4 separate regions of the Gossypium hirsutum genome follow, and all the other regions are linked to region 1. Evidence: chromatin contacts called from public Hi-C data. All regions are on one chromosome and are shown on one strand. The core of a region is the stretch at or near the end of the contact, and the rest is flanking DNA. Distances in the headings are between cores, read along the strand shown. Region 1 holds the start of LOC107952066. Region 2 holds the start of LOC107952073. Region 3 holds the start of LOC107952063 (ethylene-responsive transcription factor CRF1). Region 4 has its middle 16 kb from the start of LOC121212583.

Region 1 (3,595 bases), core at 709-3,208:
TGGCAATGGATACGGGTAGGGGGTATTACAGTTCTGGTCACCCAACTTTAAAAAAAAAATCAATTTAGGCACTAATGTTTGAACCTGTTCCTATTTTGGTTACTTGCCATTAAATTGATAACGAAAAGTTTTTTTAACTGGTATAATAACACATTTAGTCCTCATCAATATTATATATTTTTATCAATTTGATCTTAATTCTAAATATTTCAATAAATTTAACCCTTCATATTTACAAATTTTATCAATTTGATCCTCAAACTTCTTAACTAAAATTTTTAGCTTTTAAAATAGAGGCATTCCACATCTATTAATTGTTTTATCTATGGTTGAAATTATCTAAATCGATACATATCCCTTTTTGTTTATATTTTTAAGAAGTTGGTGTTAGAAATTAACTAAACACCATTAAAAATAATAGAAAATACAAATATTAAAAATATAATATATAATAAATTTATATAAATAGTTAAATACTTTTGAAAAATAAGTTTTGACTTTGACTAGCATAATTTTAGTTTTAAATTAATTTGGTATATGATTTGACACTAAATCATATTACTATTAGTGATACATGTTGCTTATTTTAGATTTAAAAATTAAAAATAAATAGAACACATAATAATCTCATAATCAGTTTATAACATTAAAAAAAATTATTATCAATATAATAAAAAGAAATTTAATTAATTCTTTCACATTTTTTTCTTATGAAATATTAAATGTTCATAAATTTTTTTATGCAATTATTGATTGAGCAATTAGATTTTTCAAAGTTATATTTTTTAACTCTAGATTTAATTTTCAATTTCAAAAACCAACTTCGAGGATTATTTCTATATATCTTAAAGGAAATATAATACTGTTAACAATAATAGTAAATCTAAAGTGGCTTTTTTAACGGTTTTTCTATTTTCTTTAGCCAAAATTTTATTGGTTAAAGGGTTATAAAATATTATCTTTAGAAGAAAACTAATGTAAAAAAAAAAGAAAAGAAAAGAATTTAATATAAACTTATTGGTATCAAGAATTGACTTGGAAAACGACTTGTTAGTACTTAGTGGAGAGAAGGTTTATTTATTTATTTATTTATTATATATATAATCTTTTCGGGTTTTGTGATTTTATAGATGTGGAATGACTTTGTTTTAAAATATAAAAACTTTGGTTAGGAAGTTTGAGGATCAAATTGATAGAATTTGTAAATGTGAAGGGTTAAATTTATTAAATTATTTAGAATTAGGATAAATTGATAGAATATGTAAGTATAGAGTACTAAATGTATCATTATACCAATTAAAAAATCTTTTTTATTATCAATTTACAGCATGTGATAAAAACAATAATGAGTTCAAACGTTAATGCTTAAATTGAAAAATTTTAAAGTTAGATGATCAAAACAAAAATATATGCATAGTTCAGTAACTATTTGTGTAGTTTACCTTAAAATTTTTAACATGAAGGATTAATTTACTCTTTAATTTAATGTATAAAAATTAATTCACCTATTTTTTAAAGTAGATAACGTCATCACATTTTCATATTCAGGTAACCGATTTAAAACTAGATAATAGATATAACACCTCTTTTTTGTCTAGTAGTGAAAATATTTATACTATGGCAATATCCATGGGTCAAGCCAATTTGTGCATATCATTTTCGTCTCTTATTTCACATTTTCTTCTTAATTTAAAGAGTTTTTCTTTTAATAATTATTGGAAATTATGATTTTTAATTTTAATTAATTATTAATATATTATATAAAACAAAATAGTGCGAAAGATAAAGACCAATTTATTTAAAATAAAAGAATAGAGACCAAATCAAATAAAAGTGTAAAAATTGGAGGGCTAAAGTTAGAGTATTATACCAAAATAAGGATTTAACAGCTAGCGTAATAAAGGGACTTCTATGTAAGTTTTACCCAAAAAACTTGTAGTGCGCCATATTTGGTTTCGAGTTTGGGCTAAGTACAACCTACTCAAGTATTTAGCCTCAGTAGGGCACCAAAATAAGGACAAATTCCTGAGAGTCTTTTCCTTTTCTGCTTCTTCTTCACGACGCTTTATATCCCTTTTTCTTTGTTTTGTTTTCAATTTCACAAATAATGGCTATTAAGAATGAAATTATTACTTCGACAGATTTGGGTGACAACGAAATTGGGAATATCAGCACTTGGAGCATTCCCAAAATGATTTCTCTTGTAAAATCCACTTTTCGTTCCAACGATTTCGCCATGGTAGAAAAGGAATTTTTGGCGAGAGAGCAGAAATCAAAGCTGGAAATCGAGTCACTGAAACATGCAAAGGATTCATTTTCCTACAAATTCGAAGAAGAGAGGTTGGAAAAAATGGGTTTTGCGGATGATCTGAGGAAATGCAAGAAAGAATTGGAGGACATGAGGGGTGAGGTTTCGAAGTTGCGGGAAGAAAATATGGTTTTGAGGGAAAGAGGAAAGTCTGCTGAGGAAAGGTGTAATAGATTGTCGGAGGAAGTGAAGGGTATGTATGAGAAACAACACGAAATTATAAATTTGAGAAGCAAGAATTGCGAGCTTGAAAATGAGAAAGCCAAAGCTGAATCTGAGTTGGAAATACTGAGGAAGAGATTCGAGGAGTTGGATAAGAGGGTTTTATGTTTAGAGACTGGTTTTAATACTCTACAAGATGAAGATGATTCCAAGAACAACAATAGGATTGGGGGAGAAATTGGGGTTTCCGAAAATGGGAGGCTAAAACCTATTGAAGCTAACGTTTATTCACCAAATGCTGGTAAAAATTCAACATTCCTGAACCTTTTTTTATTTTGTTTTCGTGTTTATATTGTTGTTTGGTTGGTTAAATTCATGCTAGAGTTGATATTCAAGATTGCTATGCATATGAAGGTTTCAGTATCATTTCAGGTTAAGGACTGATGGTGATATTTTTTAGGGTCGGATCCTCAACAAGTCCCAGCGCCTTTTTATTTTTTTTTTAGGGTTGGATTCTCAAAAGGTCTAGTATTCTGTCTCGGGGTTCTATGCTCCGTTTTAGCGTCGAGCTTTTGCCCTGTCCATGAACGGGGCATGGAGACGCCACATGCTGGTGCCAGGAGTCGCAAACAGTGCCAGGAGAAACTTGAGAGTTTTATGGTGTGGTTTGAATTCATTCCCTATCGCATATAGGCATTTATGGGTAAGATGAGTACCACTGGGACAAAATTTTGGGGTTAAAATGGAGTATAGGCGCTCCAAGAATATAATACCGGACTTGTTGAGGGTCCAACCCTCAATAATGCTCTGTATCAAATAATAAATACTGATACTTGTATAGCAGGATAAGCAATTTGCTCTAAAGGTTATGTTCTATTGCAGGAAATTCAAAACATTTAGCCTTTTTTTTTTTCGTACCAATGTGTACTTCATTCACCATGCTTCATGAGAAAATTAGTTCTGCATGTATAGATCATAGAATGTATATACAACTAGCTGGAGTTTGATTCGGGTGTCGAAAAATCGAAATACATATTCTAAGTGCTTATGCTAAATGTATATCTATGAGCAATACTTACCTGTTGTGGAACTTGTAAAGTGTTTTCCCCCTTTAATATCTTCCGG
Region 2 (3,595 bases), core at 689-3,188, 210 kb before region 1:
TCTAATGAGCCATAATTTGTGATTCTACCTGATGCTCACATGGAGTTGGCAATCATTTACAAATACCTTTCTGTCTTGTTTCTCTTAGATTTGAACATCTGTTTCCTCCAACCGAACAAAAGCAGGAGCTGATATTTTAATGGCTAAAGCCCCATTTCCCTTGTTCTGAATCAGAAGTGATAGATCTGGAGATTCTGTAACATTTTCAGACAAAAGTTAAAAAAGGCCGAATTTTACAATGCAGAATAATTAAGCGAGGAAGAGAGAAACAAATTTTGTCTAAACTCTATATCATACTTTTTTACAATGTTAAAAACTTCCATAGATGTCTACAATGTAGAATGTTAAATCTCACAAATCACAATAAAAGAAATAAGATATTTGCAATCACATTACCAGAAAAATAAAAAGAGTCAAAATGATAGCCTAGTTAGATGACACTTACCATTTCCTGGGACTCGCAAACACGCAGCAAACCGTTTATTCTTGTCCATACACATATTAGAAGGATCACATTCTTCACCCCGAAAACCATCTTTCCATGTTGGTGGTGGTGGTGGCATAACCAACTTCTGGGTCTTGTCTTTCTCGGACTTAACTTCCTTATGATCTTCACTATCATCGGGTTTTTCCTTTTCTTCACCATCCATCTTTTCTTTGGCTTCAATATTTGACTTTTCCTGATCCTTTGGCACATTGTTACCTTCTATCTCACCATCTGTATTCCCTTTGTTATCATGTTTTGATTCTTCCAAACCCTTTTGCATGTTATCACCTTCTTTTGCACCATTCGTCTCTCCTCTGGTTTTAAGATTTGATTCTTTCTGACCTTTTTGCTCATTATCACCTTCTTTCGCACCATCTACTGCTCCTTTGGATTCCTGACCCTCCTTATCGCCTTTTCCACCATCTGCCTGTCCTCTGGCTTCAAACTGCGATTCTTCCTTACCCTTTTACTCGTTATCACCTTTTGTATTGTCCACTTTTCCTCCGGCTTCAAACCGCAATTCGTCCTTACCCTTGTGCTCATTATCACCTTTTCCACCATCCGCCTTTCCTCCGGCATCAAAATGTGATTCTTGCTAAGCCTTTTGCACATTATCACCTTCTCCACCATTGGTCTTTCCTCCGGTTTCAACATGTGATTCTTCCCGACCCTTGTGCTCAATATCACCTCCTTGTTCATTGTCTGACTTTCCTTCTGCTTCACTACTTGAATCTTTCCCATCCTTCACCAAATTCTCACCTCCATTTGAACCTGATTGCAGTTTCAAATTACTCTTACTTGTAAAACTCCCAATATCTCATTTTGATCCATTAGTTTGATCTCCTCCATTTCCTTTCAAGTTTTTAATTCCAATTGAATCTGAAACAGATTTAGAATTACCATTTTCTTTCACCGGTTCCACTGTGCCATCTAATTTCTGATTTAAACCAGTCTGTTCATTCCCCTAAAAAGGAAAAATCAATGAGAAATTTTATTTGATCCCATGAATGAAATTAAACAATTTAATCAACATTCTCCGTTTTAAAAAAAAAAACTCACCTTTGGATCAGAACTTGAGCAATCGACAACAACTAGCAGTAGAAAAAATCCCGTCAAAGAAACATAATTTCTTTCCATATTTAACATAAACCCAATTTTTGTGCTAGAATAAGAACCTTTTCATCACAGAATTAATCAAAAGCAACCTCAAAACAGTCTAAATACATATGAAGAAGAAGAAGAGGTTGAAGGTTTCTAACCTTAAAAAGGAGACCTTTTTTTGTACACTAATTTGGACAGCTTCCACATTCACCACTTCCAAACTTGAAATACTTGATTTTTCATCAATATTTTAGAGAAAAAAGAAGAAGCTCAGACATACAAGGGTAGATTAAAAAAAAAAAAGTCAGAATAGGAACTGGGGGAGAAAAAAAAGGGAGACTTTGAACCGAGAAAGGAAACGGTGGCGTTTAGGAGTTATAATATAAACGGAACAGAGTTCCAAGGATATAGGTTGCATAATTGACATTTGTTTTGGATCGCATCGCAAATCTTCTTTTCCTGTTTCTGAAGCAACGTTAATTATTAATAACTTTTTTAATTTACGAATTTTTTTATATTTTTATAGCACGTGTGAACACAAAACCAACAACATTAGTCATGTATCAATATAAGTAAGATATTCAAGTTTAGGTATTAATTATCTTTAAAACAAATTTAGATTTATGCTTTTTTGCATATATAATATAAAAAAAAATTCTAAAATGGTAACCAACTGAATTATTTACGAAAATGGTATATCAGGGATGGTAGAGGGTGGTGCATAGGTGGCACCACCTCTATTTTCAGACTTCTCTAACTGATAGTGAAAAAAACACTTTTTTAATAGGTGAGTATAAATACAAAATAAATATAAAATGAAAATGAACAAAAAGAAAAATCGAAAAAATTGGGTGAAGGGTGGGTGCCAGGCGACACTGGTGAAGCCCTCTTGACAGGTGGCATCGTGTCAACCCTAATTCCCTCGACTACTGCGTCGTGATGGGACGAGACCCTTAAGGTCTTGTGAAATTGGGTTTGTGGGACCTTATAACCATGGTCCCTCAAAGTGAAAAAGAAAAAAAAAGAAAAAAGAAAACAGATTAGATCAAAAGAGAAGAGAATGAGAAGAAGGAAAAAAACAGAAAAAAAGATTTACAAAATAGAGAAGAGCCGGAAAAAAAAACATTTGTTAAGGATTTGAGGTTTGAACAAAAGGATTTTGTTAGAGTTTAGGGTTTGAATAAAAAGGCGATTACAGGGTTTTTTTATTAGGGTATAGAAAAAAAGAATTAAGGGGTTTTTTTTAAGGTTAAAAAGGATTAGAGAGTTTTGTTTAGGGTTTGAAAAAAATATAAAAAAAGATCAAAAGAGAATTTTGTTTAGGATTTTAACAAAAAATATCAAAAAAGGTAATTTTTTAGTATTCATAAAATATTCGTTTAGTTCAGTGTTTATTGTGATTTATAAGTTATAAATGTTAATTTTTGTTGTTTTTGAATTTTTGGACAAATGTTTTTGATTTATTGATAGTTTGATTTTTTTTAAAAATTATTTTTGTAAGGTACTATTTTTGTTTGAAAGAAAGTGTGGAGGTTTGTTTCTGTTATATTTTTTTATTAACATTTTTTTGTTTATTATTAGATGCAAATAATAACATATAGTCCAATTAGGTTTATTTTGTTTTGATAATTTATGTTATTTTAACATAATTTTTTTTATTTTTTATGTAAGTAAAATATAGGACCATTGAGTTAGAATTTATGAGATATTTTTTATTTTGTTAATTACTAAACCAGTATAAATAAGTTTATTATATACTGTTTAGTTTATATAATAATGTTATGTGGACAAAACTGTTTAGTATTTTTGTAATGATATTATTATACTATATTTATTGTAATACTTATTGTATTACATTTAGGTGTTTCGATAATTATTTAAAATGGACCACCTTAGATAATTATCGAAATGTGTTATTCGCAACTCCGTGTTAAGGTGTAACATTTCTGTATTTTAATAATATTTTTCCTATTAGTAGATAAAATGCCCAAATACAAATTAATTACC
Region 3 (3,595 bases), core at 655-3,154, 160 kb after region 1:
CACTCACGTGCAGCAACACCTGCCTTCGTAAAAACAACAAGAACAACAAAAAAACCATAAATGACAGCCCTCTCAGAGAAGGAAACACGTAGCCTAACTAGTCCGTCGCCGTTACTGTGACGGAGATGTTTAATTACTCTCATTTTAGTAATTAATAAAAAACATAGAAATTATCTAAGAAATAAAATAAATTAGAAAACACAAATACGGTATTTTCAGTTCCCGCCGATACAAAACTTACCGTAAAACCGGCATTACACGAGGGGTAAAGAAGGAAAAAAAAAACATAAATAAAACCACTGTCAAAAGGCTAACGGAGGATCCGACCCGAACAAATCCCCGATGTCTTGGAAATGATCATCTACATATTGCCAGCTCGAGAAGGTACCAAACCCGAATTCGAAATCCCCACCCGAACTCAAATACCCGTAACCAAAATCATCTTTCAAAAACCCTTCGTGTAAACTTGTATGATCGTCGAACAAACTCGGCACTGAACTGAATATGTCGCCGGCGAACAAGGATGAATGTTCGGAGAAATCCGATAAGTTTTCTCCCGATATGCAGCAAGAATCGTCGGGGACGTCTCGAGGTCGGTTTCTGGTTTCGCGCGATTTTTCGAAGCTTTGAGAATCGACTTCGTCGATGGAAAGCGAAGGGCAACGGAGAACGGAAGTCGGAGAGCAAAGGTAACTGTTGTGTGATTCTTCGCCGGAGTTGTAATCGGAACTGGATAACTGTTTTTGGCTGATGTTTTCGTCTTTCATCGGAGGAGTTGTAAAGTTGGTGAGGGCGTCGTGTCCACGTAGCTGAATAGCCGCTTTGTCGTAAACCATTGCTGCTTCTTCGGCGGTGTTATAGGTACCTAACCATAACCGCACACGTCTTAACGGGTCTCTTATCTCCGCTGCCCATTTTCCCCAAGGTCGTTGCCTTACCCCTCTAAACTTCTTCCCCGCCGGTACTTTCGCCGCCGCTTTAACTTTTAACTTCTCCGCCGCCGGCTTTTTTCGAACACACCTCGACTCTGTGGGATTTGTTGACTCAATGGTAATCTCGTTGACGAACTTCTTGACTCTGTTCCTAGAACGGCGTCGTATCATTCGTGTTTCTTCTTCATCGTCGCTAGAAGAATCAGTAGCATCAGCATCAGTAACTGAAATTCGTACAATTCGAGGCTTCATTTCTGGCTTATTCTCGACTCTTCCATTTACCAATGGCGAAAGGAGCTTAGTTTCATTGCGGTGCTCAGTGTATTTGATTAAAGAAACTGAACAAGGATCCATTTTCTCTGGGTTTTTCTGGGTTTTTTTTTTGTTTGTGGTTTTAAGTAAGAGTATGAAGTGAAATAAAAAGGAAGATCAAAAGGAAAGAGATTCCTTTGGGCTTTGAGAGTCGAGACGCGAGGAGAATAAAGGGAAAGCTGAAGAACTAAAAGAAAGAAAGAAAGAACAAACACGTTAAAGAGAAGCTTGAAACGAAGAGAAATCCACCATTAATCTCTTCATCAAAAAGTTCATCAAACGACGAGAAAACCAAGAGTGAGCCAAAAAAGATGAAATTTTTGTGAGCAAAAAAGTCGCAGAGTTAAAAAAAAAAATACCAAACGCAAGCAAATGGCTTTTGTGGAAAAAGGGATAGAGAATAAATATCTCTCTCAGAAAAAAAAAAAACCAGTGCTTTTCACAGTCACCTAACTGAGAGCATAAATTAGCTATTTTTTGGTAACTTTGGAATCTACGTCTTAAAAGAAATAAAGAACCCAAGTTGATTTTTGAGGATACTTGGTCCAGAAAAGTAAAAAGAAAGAAGAAATGTTATGGAGAGGGACCAGAAAATTTGATAAGAAAGAAGAGTGCAGCAGAGCTAAAATATGAAAACAGAGTATTCAACTTGTCTGTATATATATTCCACTAATCAAGTTGGGTTTTTTAATTGAAGGTAACTCATTTTGATTATATAAGTTAAACAAAAGAGAATTTTTAGCAGACAATTATATAATAATAATCGTTGGGTTCATTTGCCGTTTTCGTTTGATTTTCGGGTTTGGATTATTTCTCAACTATTAGTGTTTAGACAGATATGTATGGTGTAATCCAGTTTGTTGATATTGATGAAAATTTTTGTAATTATTTCTCCCAAAGGTTAATGAAAACACTACGAATAAAAACAATGACCAGTCATAATAATGGTTACGTCTTAACTTAATCATCATTATTAGCTATTAAATTTTGTATTCCAAACTGGCCATTCACGTTTCAATTGTAATACTAGCTTAGTTAATATTAATACTGTTGTTAATATAAGAGGATAAGAGTTTAAATGCGCTCAACCACTTTTATCTTCTTATTTAAAAGGATTATGAATAATTTTAAATATTTTATATAAAAAGTAATTACAGATTTCAAAATCTACTTAAACAATAATTGTGTTCTTCAAATTGATTTTTTCAGAAATTAATTGAAAAATTGTATTGTAATGAAATTTGATGGAAGTATCTATTGAAGCCATAATTGATGTATGAAATATACCTTTCTTTGAATAGATGAAAAGGAAGTAACATGCCTAACTACACACATTTTTTGAATTTTCAAATAAGCTATTATGCCATTTTTCAAGATAAATTTTCACTATAAGGGAAAAAAATATCATCAAACATTCAAATGTCAGAATACTAATTATCCATCAATTTTCAAACATTATTCATGAGGGTTTTTCTTTTTTTTCTAATTTGGCCCCTTGTTTCCTTTTATGCTTGTTAGGTTTCTTTTCTACTGTGTTTCTATCGATGTCAACTCTTAAAGCTCTATGAGTCTAATAGCTAGATTAATACCGGCGTCCTTAGGTTTTCTTCATTTTTCATGTGAGGGTTCATGGTGGCTTTTGACACTTTGTTTAGAGCCTGATTGCGACATCCGACATGGCATCCCATACTCAAGGTGTACATGTTGAAGGTGCAATGATGTTGCCTAGCCTTATGTTACTTGGTGCTCTCTCTCTCTCTCCCCTCCTCCTATTGGTGGTAGGCGCTAGAGTTGTTCATGGGGTCGGACACCTGACTTGACCTACTCAAAAAATAAGATGTTCTGGGTAAAAATATAAGATCAAAAAATGGGCTAAGGTAAAAAAAAAAGGTCTGTTTAGAAAATGGGTCGAGCCTTGGGTAAGGTTTTTGGCCCGGCCTTGGTCCGTATTTACAATTAAAAACCGCTTACTGTTTTGCTGCTATTTTCCCACCTTTTGCCACCATTTCACTATTATGTTGCTATTATTGTGTTGTTAATGTTTGAATATTATATAACACTAGTTTTATCGTTAATTTTACTACTATTTTAGAGGCATTTACTTGTTAAGTTGCATTTATCTTAGTGTTATTTAAGTATACAAACTTTCTTAAATTTATTTTCAATTTGCTAGGAAACATTTATTTTAATATTTTTAGTGTATATGGTGTATTATATTTTTTTAATTTTTTATATAAAAATTAAATTTAAAAAATTAATACAGACGGGCCAAGCCCGGGTTTTAGCATTTTTATTTGGATCGAACTTGAGAAAAAATTTAGGCCCATTTTTTTGGGCTGGCTCGGGCCTAC
Region 4 (3,595 bases), core at 538-3,037, 140 kb after region 1:
AGGTAATCCCCAAACTTGACAGATCGGTGCAGCGGAGGACCTGACAATGGCCACACGTATTTTACACTATTTTAAATTTTAATTTTGGTAATTATTTCTTAATTATTTTCTGGGTTATTTTTTATGTAAATTGGACTTTTTAGACTGGTTGCTTTTATTTTGGATTTTAGACTGTTTTCGTGGATTCAATAACTGCACAAACTCAACGAACAAATGGCTTTCTCTAAAACTAAGGGGTTTTCCTAAGACGAACAATTTTACCTAATTAACTTTGTTTTTCATAAAATAAATGATTTTTAAAGCTTCCGCAACGAGCTGTGTTTTAAAACAATCGATTAAATAAGTAAGCAATTTTAAAATCATCAAGAGTAAATAAATGAAAACAGTTTTATTGTAACACTATCATGTGACATCACCAGATTCGCTCATAACGTCTAGGCCGAGTTTAGGGTGATTTAACTTTATTAACCTGTACATTAAGAATCTTTAATAATGAATGAGGTTTTAACTCATTACTTTTATAAATATTTAAAGGTTATAAACATTCAATACAACATAAATAAATGAAGCTTATTTAATTGATTCATTAACACATACATTAAACATCTTTAATAATGATTTTAACTCATTACTTTCATAAATTTTTAAAAATTATAGACATCCATTTAATATATTTACAACAAAAATAATATTCTCAAAATACCTTAAATTCGCACCGCTTCAACACTTATCCAATCAATACGCGAATTGCAAACATAAGACACATTTCAAGATCAAGCTTCCACTATTCATATAGTATTTTAAAAATTTTATACTATACATTATTAGAATACAATTTTTTTATAAGGTTTAAAAACTTTTAAAAATTATGATTTAATATGTTTAAATTTATTTTGACATTATTAATTAATTTTAAAAATTATTAAATAATTTATATTTTAATTAAGATACATAAGCTTTGCATAGAAGTAAAAAGCTAGTTTAATATATAATATAGTATATATTTTAAGGGTAAATTATACCCAATGTTATTAAACTGTTAGTAAATTTATGTTTCAGTTACTTAATTTTAAAATGTTACAATATAGTCTCAAAGGTTTTTATTTAAATTATTGAACTATTCAAAATTTTTTATTCAAATCACTAGGCAGTTTTTTTAAAAGTTCCACTAGTGAGTTCTAAGTGATGATTTGATGATGAATACAATGTATCAGTACCTGTCAGTGAGTAGAAGAACATATCTTAGATCCAAGTGAATTTGGCGGTTAGTGTCGGAAATTAGAGAAGAAAATTGTTTAGATTTTAATTCGTAGATTTATTATATTCGAAGCTATGTCATGAAATGAAAATTGAATTGCAGAAAAAAAAGTTTCTGATTAGTACAAGTGATATGAATAGAAAAAGTCATATTATAGTAATACTAACAACCTAATTAAATAATATTTTTGAATAGTTCAATAAATTTTATAATTTTTTTAAAATTAAATGATTAAAATATAAACTTACTAATAATTTAATAACTTTAAATATAATTTACCTATTTTAAAAAAATACATAAAATAGAATAATAACCGTAAAGAAAAACATTTAAAATAGTATTGGAGCACGATAGTGGTGTCGATGACGAAAATGACTACGCCTCCTGTTGCAGATCTTCATGTTTAAATTAGTGTTGGACCATTTGTGGTTTTAAAAAAAAAAATCAAAACAGTAATGATGGGCGCGGGTGGACCCGGATGTGGGGAATTGGGGATTGGGGGCACGTCCTCACCCACTTACACTTAACGAGGACATGATGACCGTTAAGCTGACATAACGTGTACGGCCATGATTGATCTTCAGAGTATGACCTGCAGAATAACAAACTCCGCTTTGCTTTTTAGTGTTTTTCCTTTATTTAAAGTCTTGAAATTTCGAGCCATCCCCTTCACCAAAATACTAACGCACGAAGTACCTTTTCTTTTTTTATTTAAGTTTAAAAGAAAAAGATATTTTTGGTTTTTTCATGTTTGCTTTTGTTTTTCCTCTCTCTTTTGCTCAGATTTTTTTTGTAATGAAATCAATGCTCAACACGTGATTGTGGTTTTTTTTTAACTATTAATGTTTTCTTTTCTTTTAAATTTTTTTATGTATTTAAAATATTAAAATTTTTAATACAATACTTACAATTATTTATAATTCTTTTTTAATTAAAAAATAAATTTGTTATAACACGTTTAAACTCATATCTTTTTGTATTGATAATAATATTGATGTCAATCGAGTTAAGACTAGATCTGTCTATGGATCGAACCACCCGATCCGCTTAAAAAATGAGAGAGATTGAATAAAAATATTGGCCCGAAAAATAGTCTTGTACAGAAAATAAGACTTATTTAGAAAATGAGATCAGGCCTCAGGTAAGATTTTTTGGCTCAGGTTGGACTCGACCCAAATTTGCAAAAAAAAAATTATTGTTTTGTTGTCATTTTATTATTATGTTGCTACTATTTTGTTGTTATTATTGGATATTGTATAACTTTTGTTTTATTATTAACTTTACTATTATTTTAGAGGCATTTACTTGTTAAGTTGTACTTATTTTTAATTTATTGGGAAACATTCATTTTAATTTTTTAGTGTTTTTGATGATTATTTTTTTTATTTTTCATATAAAAATAATATAAAAAAATTTCAATACGGACCAGTCGAGTTGGGCTTGAGTTTTAGTATTTTTATTCGAGTCGGGTTTTGGTAAAATTTTAGGCCCATATATTGAGTTGGGCCTACAATTTTGTTAAGGTCCGGTCCGACTCATGGACACCTTTAGCTAAAACTCAATTAGCAAATTTTCAAATTCTTTTAAATTTTAATATGGATGGATCGGGTTGGGCCCGAGTTTTAGTATTTTTATCCGAGTCAGACCTATCAAACAGGCCTAAAATTTTATTAGGACCCGACCAGCGCATGGATACCTTTAGCCAAGAGTCAATTAGGAAATTTTTAGATTCTTTTAAATTTTATTTAATTTAATTATTATATATAAGGTATGTGTTTTATTTTAAAATGATTTATCCACACTTTCAAAAGACAAATAATCCCTCCATGTGTTTATTCCGAAATTGTTATTAGATATGTATGATGTACTCCACAAATTAGAAAAAAAAATTATTTTTAAAATTACAATGATTCTAATTAATTAACTAAAATAAATATAAAAGAATTTGAATCACGTCTTATTATTGAGTGAAGATGTGATATATATTTAAAGAATGAATCTAGATGTTAAATTGTATATGAGTTATTTTATTTTTAAATTATGTATATAAATATCTAAATTTGATATTTTAGATACTGTTTCAGACCTATTGCTGATATTAAGTAACACTGTAAAATTTGAATAAATTTTTTATGATATTATGCATGGATCACATACATCATGGTGAATTCTTCAGAAAAAAATTGTGTTTTTCACAATGGAATCTGATAAGTGAGATTTGTTAGAACCGTAAATAATATTTAATATAAAATTAGAACTATAAACCAGGATCTGTCATGCCAAATCATAAGAATAAATCAAGAACAAAACTAGATGCAGAAGTGTACCTAAATTCAT

The links. A called contact is a pair of places that touch in the nucleus more often than the background predicts.
Region 2: a Hi-C map of leaf shows a contact between it and region 1, with 4 times the contacts expected there. The contact joins the promoter of LOC107952073 here to the promoter of LOC107952066 in region 1. A contact is called at or near these places in 5 of 34 Hi-C or Micro-C datasets (callus and leaf).
Region 3: a Hi-C map of leaf shows a contact between it and region 1, with 2.7 times the contacts expected there. The contact joins the promoter of LOC107952063 here to the promoter of LOC107952066 in region 1. A contact is called at or near these places in 4 of 34 Hi-C or Micro-C datasets (hypocotyl and leaf).
Region 4: a Hi-C map of leaf shows a contact between it and region 1, with 3 times the contacts expected there. The contact joins the enhancer-like site here to the promoter of LOC107952066 in region 1. A contact is called at or near these places in 5 of 34 Hi-C or Micro-C datasets (leaf and petal).

What each region holds. Positions count from the first base shown.
Region 1 is chrA02:47,278,118-47,281,712 of Gossypium_hirsutum_v2.1, forward strand. LOC107952066 reads left to right here and starts at 1,959. Exons shown (of 2, transcript XM_016887308.2): 1 at 1,959-2,771. The coding sequence starts at 2,108.
Region 2 is chrA02:47,068,196-47,071,790 of Gossypium_hirsutum_v2.1, forward strand. It overlaps LOC107952073, which reads right to left and starts at 1,939. Exons shown (of 4, transcript XM_041085612.1): 1 at 1,747-1,939; 2 at 446-1,439; 3 at 67-194. The coding sequence starts at 767.
Region 3 is chrA02:47,440,743-47,444,337 of Gossypium_hirsutum_v2.1, forward strand. LOC107952063 (ethylene-responsive transcription factor CRF1) reads right to left here and starts at 1,905. Exons shown (of 1, transcript XM_016887307.2): 1 at 3-1,905. The coding sequence starts at 1,286. The coding sequence ends at 303.
Region 4 is chrA02:47,422,129-47,425,723 of Gossypium_hirsutum_v2.1, forward strand. No RefSeq gene overlaps it. Among protein-coding and RNA genes, the nearest start is that of LOC121212583, 16 kb to the right of the region's middle. Within about 2 kb of position 1,788, at least 3 of the 9 cell types and tissues checked have an H3K27ac peak or open chromatin away from gene starts, as enhancers often do. A contact at or near this core is called in leaf, where this site is marked.